2 separate regions of the Sus scrofa genome follow, and region 1 is linked to region 2. A link is a contact called in public Hi-C data. All regions are on one chromosome and are shown on one strand. The core of a region is the stretch at or near the end of the contact, and the rest is flanking DNA. Distances in the headings are between cores, read along the strand shown. Region 1 has its middle 35 kb from the start of GATM. Region 2 has its middle 9.3 kb from the start of SPATA5L1.

Region 1 (2,700 bases), core at 149-2,648, 52 kb after region 2:
TGTTTGTGGGTTCGGTCCCTGCCCTTGCTCAGTGGGTTAACGATCCAGCGTTGCCGTGAGCTGTGGTGTAGGTTGCAGACGCGGCTCGGATCCCGCGTTGCTGTGGCTCTGGCGTAGGCCGGTGGCTACAGCTCCGACTCAACCCCTAGCCTGGGAACCTCCATATGCCGTGGGAGCGGCCCAAGAAATAGCAACAACAAAAAAGACAAAAGACAAAAAAAAAAAAAAAAGAGGTGCCGACATAGAACATACCATATTCCAACTTGCATTATAATTTTTATGTGCAGGTTTTATCTCCTTTCTAAACTTCTCGAGGTCAGAGATAATTTTTAAAAATTAATTCAATTCCTTCTTGCTACCTCGCACTTATATGTCATAGATGTGTAACAGTTACTGAATGAATGAATACTGATTAATGTCATGACATTTTTATTCTGATGACAGCACTGCCACCAGTAGAGTTTCACAAGGTGGGTTTGGCATACTTATGTTTTTCGTAATAACTGCTGATAATTACACTCTGATCATCACCTACAAAATGAATAACATAATTATCAACAATTATTCAAAAGCAGGGGCAAAGAGCCTCTAAGAAAAAAATTCCTAGAAAGGCTCCTTTCTTTACAAACTTCTCCATTTTCCCTGCTCTGGTTATATAACATCGGGGGTGGGGGTGGTAGGGAAAGACAAGAAAAGAGTGATGAATTCATTGGCTGGTTCAAAGAATGAGAAATAGAGTGGAGAAAGAAGAGGGAAAGAAACAAAAATATTTACACTTTCCTCCAAGCCAAGAATTAATGGCCTAAAACCTGCTAACAGGGAGAGGGATCAATCTGAAGCCTTACACACGTCATGCCCTCAAGTGTTTGTCACCTTTCCTTCTCTTCCCAGTAAATATATACACACAAAGCCTTCAGGTCCCTTCTGTTCTCAAGCAGGCACTTAGGCTTGCAGGATTAGTACTTAGTCTTGTAGGATTAGAACTGCAGTGCTCAAAGCTCTAGGATAACAATGGCACATTTTCAGAGAATTTCAGCTTCATTCCAGGATTTAGAGAAATAATTGTTTAAAATGTTTGCCCTTTAAAAGGTTTTGGTGACATGTGTGCAAGTAAAATCAGCAAAATTCTGCTTTTTGATGTCAGTCAAACCTGAGTTTTTCTTGAAAGCCTGCTGTAGATTAGAAAATTTTTATCTGTAGAGGACCACTGAAAACTCTGCCATTTTTTTGTGAAATGGGGGAGAACCTGTTGATAATGGATCTGGAGTCTCTTCAAGTGAAATAAATGCAAGGTTTTGCATGAGGCAAAAACAAATTTTGTGGCTATCTGTGGCCTGCGTGGCTTATACTTTGACCAGAGGAGATAAACTCGGAACATGTGACCTCTCAGTGAGTCCAAGAAGGTTGACATATCTATTGTACACTAATATTTATCCACCTTATGAGTGTCACCTCATAAATCACTGTTACTACTTGGATTACACTCAAAACCACTGGCTCCTGCAAATCAACTCAATTCCCTGATGTAACTGCCCTTAATCAGATGTTCCAGCAGACTGAAATACTTATGGATAAAGTCTATGGTATTCAGGATTTGGCTCAAAATAATACGGGATGGAGAAAGTACCCCAGGGTAAGGTTTCAAACTCAAAGTTGACTTGCTTTTTATTAGCAAGAAAAGAGGACAGAAAACAAAAACCTGGATAGTTTAATTAAACTGTTCATCTTGATGATAAAGTCTCACTCAGTTGCCTTATTTAAGCTTTTTGTTTGTTTGTTTGAAGTCTGAACCATTTCAGATAACAGCTGCAAAGCAAAACTGTTCATTTTTTTCCCCTGCACATCAGTAAAACTGCTATGATAAAAATAAAGATTACGAGTTAGATGGAAATCGTGAGGATTAGAAATTTGAAATTCTTGGTTCATTTAAGCATAGTGAAAGTTACAACTTTAGTAAAACAGAAAACATCATTAGTCATCTTTCTTCAAAAAGTGCCCTGGCAAGAATTCCATGGAAACAGTAAAAAAGGCTGACCAGATTCGAGAACAGATCTTATGACATGGTTACTCTGCCTGTAAACAGGATGATGCAACTCTCAGGACTGTTTATCACAGAAACCTGAAAATACTGCACCATAACTTTCTCTCCAGCAGCACCCTAAGAATATTTCCTCAGATAATGTGAGAAAAAGAATGTGTGTGTGTATATATATATATATACATATATATGTATATATATGTACAAATGGGTCACAATGCTGTATAGCAGAAATTGACAGAACATTGCAAATAAACTATAATAAAAAAATTTTTTTTGGAGTTCCTGTCGTGGAGCAGCGGTTAACGAATCCGACTAGGAACCATGAGGTTGCGGGTTCGGTCCCTGCCCTTGCTCAGTGGGTTAACGATCCAGCGTTGCCGTGAGCTGTGGTGTAGGTTGCAGACGCGGCTCGGATCCCGCGTTGCTGTGGCTCTGGTGTAGGCCGGTGGCTACAGCTCCGATTCGATCCCTAGCCTGGGAACCTCCATATGCTGCGGGAGCATATGGAGAAAGAAACAGCAACAACAACAACAACAAAAAAAAAAAAAAGAAAAAAAAAATTTTTTTTACTATTTCCTTAGCATTCAGCATTTACCATCTTATAGCCCATAAAGTAATGAAAAACTGTTTGCCTCTTTTTTTGGGGGGGGGGCAATAAT
Region 2 (2,700 bases), core at 91-2,590:
TACCTTATTAGGATATTATGAAATAATGGAAATTTCTTTTGAAAGCTAGAAAGCTCTATCGGTATGTAACATAAGGCTCTACTAATCAGTAACAGTTATGTTTACAGAGTGCCAGGAACAGTTCTAAGTGTTTTACATATATGATCTTATTTAATCCTCTCAATAACCTTGGGAGGTTGGGATTATTATTTCTAATTTACAGATGAAGGAACTGAGGCACAGAAAGGCTAAGTAACTTCCACAAGGTCACATAGTTAGTAAGTGGTAGAGCTAGGATTCAAAACTAGGTAGTCGGGCTGGCTCCAAAGTTCCTGCTCTGAACCACTACACTGTGTTACACTGCAATCAAATTTGGGTTTACAAACTGGATTCACTAGTTACTCAATAGTTATATGACCTTAAGCAAAGCTTAAAATTCTAAACCTAATTTTCATCATTTTTAAAATGGATAAAATCCCTATCTCATATATTCATTTACTCAACAAATATTTATTAAACTCCTACTGTTTGCTATATGCTAGGCATATTATAATATCATGTTGATTATATTCACATAAAACACTTGGCATACTGCCAGGCACATGGTAAATGGTCGATGTTAATCATTATTTAATTCATAATAATAAGCCAAAAACTTCTCTGATACCTGTTTCTATTACTTGGCTAGAGATTATGTTCTATCATTACCATATAGTCATTTTTCACTGGTCCCCCAATTCTATTTGAAATGTTTTTGTGGCACTGTTCCATAGGATATTGCCTTTCTACCACAGCAAAAACCAACAAAACACAGAAATACAAGTATCTTTCAGGGCTCAACAGAGCAAATGCTTTAAATGGCTACTTTCTGATACATAGCTAAGACTAGACAAGGCATATGCAAAATACGTTTACTACCAGGGAATGTGAAGTACATTTGGTGAATGTGAAGATATGAGGATGATCAAATACAATGCTTTAAGGAAATATCCAACAAGGTCCTCCTGGGAAATAAAATAGCCCTACATTTCATCTCCAGGGACATGTAAAGAACCCAGTAACACCTCTTGGAATCCACATAAGAAGGGCTGGTCTGCTGTGCTCTCCTGAACTGTTCTTTGCAGCTCTAAGGGTCCATCCTGTGCTTGCCTTACCCATGTTCTGTGAGAGTGGGCAGTATTTGCAAAAGACTGAAGAAGAGATTGTTATCTCCCTCGACTACTGATAATCAAACGAGATGATACATACGAAATCACTTTGAAATATTACACACACACACACACACACACACAGAGTGAAGAGTTACACACACGAGTGTTGCAGTCCTGAGCAGAGAATACTCACTGTAGAAGCAGATGTGGAAAGTCCTACTATCTTCCCCATTTCTGAAATTGCTCTCAGCAATGTGACCTCACTTGTCTTCCTGTCTTGACTAGTTCCCCTTCTCATTTCAGTTCCTATTAATAATAGCGATAGCTAACATGTAGTTGAGTGGTGTTTTAAATGCTTTACATGTATTATTTAGTCATCATAACAACTCTATGAGTTACATACTGGGACTATTTCTAACATTCAAGAAAGCTGAGATAGGAGCTCCCGTTGTGGCACAGTGGAAACGAATCGACTTCAGGCAGCAGTCAGCATTTTGCCTCTTTGCCTTTTATTTTTTTGTATTTATTTCATTTTTTACTTTTGTCTTTTGTCTTTTTAGGGCCTCACCCTTGGCATATGGAGGTTTCCAGGCTAGGGGTCTAATCAGAGTTGCAGATGCCGGCCTACACCACAGTCACAGCAACGCCAGATCTAAGCCACATCTGTGAACTATACCACAGCTCAGCGCTGGATCCTTAACCCATGGAGTGAGGCCAGGAATCGAACCCGCCATGTCATGGTTCTTAGTCGGATTCGTTTCCACCACACCACGACAGGAACTCCCTCTTTGCCTTTTATAATTCAGTCAATGAAACAGAGTCATTTTTCCAACTAAAGTCAACTATAATATAAATTTGTTACCCAGAATGAGAAATTCAGAATCTTGCCAACTGGTAATAATTTACGGTATAAACTTTGATTTTTAGCCATTATCTGGGGAAAAGGAGAGTTTAGCAATAACTCTGTATAATATTAACTAAGCCCCACTAGCTTAGCTAGCTTACAACCACAAACATATCTACTCAAGAAATGAGGTTGAATCTCAGCTATTTTTCCTCTGATAACTACTTGACATAACATTCAAGCTGCTACCTGCTCAAGGGTTAGGCACAAAGTTGGCAGAATCAGCTTTATTAATGGCATTATAAACAGGGGTAAGCATTATTTTGAAATGTATGCAAAATATCTTTCTGAGAAACAGGAATGGAGTGGTGGAAAACTAGGACTTGAAAGAGAGCCTGAGATCATGTAGTTTGTAAAGTTAGGACTGTAGAGGTTAAGTGACTTGTCCAAGTGGTTAATGTCATCCAAATAGTTACTGGTTGAGCAGGGGCTGGAATTCAGGTCTCTAGATCAGCAAGCACAGTATTGGTTCCTCAGTACTGCATTTCTGGCTAGAGCTATCTCATACAGGCTGCTGTTATACATACAATGAAGTGAAAGTCTTCTCACAGTCAAGCAACCCTAAGAAAGACACTACATTTCACTCAGGAACCATAATTTTATTGTACAGTCTGCCCTCTGTATCCCCAGGTTCTGCATCTGTGGATTCAATCAACTGTGGGTCAA

Evidence for each region. A called contact is a pair of places that touch in the nucleus more often than the background predicts.
Region 1: a Hi-C map of liver shows a contact between it and region 2, with 2.3 times the contacts expected there. The contact joins two enhancer-like sites. A contact is called at or near these places in 1 of 5 promoter capture datasets (liver), 8 of 47 Hi-C or Micro-C datasets (adipocytes, embryonic fibroblasts, liver and 3 more) and 1 of 2 datasets of contacts at active chromatin or transcription factors (alveolar macrophages).

Annotation. Positions count from the first base shown.
Region 1 is chr1:126,395,578-126,398,277 of Sscrofa11.1, forward strand. No RefSeq gene overlaps it. Among named protein-coding and RNA genes, the nearest start is that of GATM, 35 kb to the left of the region's middle. Within about 2 kb of position 1,399, at least 7 of the 83 cell types and tissues checked have an H3K27ac peak or open chromatin away from gene starts, as enhancers often do. A contact at or near this core is called in liver, where this site is marked.
Region 2 is chr1:126,343,166-126,345,865 of Sscrofa11.1, forward strand. No RefSeq gene overlaps it. Among named protein-coding and RNA genes, the nearest start is that of SPATA5L1, 9.3 kb to the left of the region's middle. Within about 2 kb of position 1,341, at least 7 of the 83 cell types and tissues checked have an H3K27ac peak or open chromatin away from gene starts, as enhancers often do. A contact at or near this core is called in liver, where this site is marked.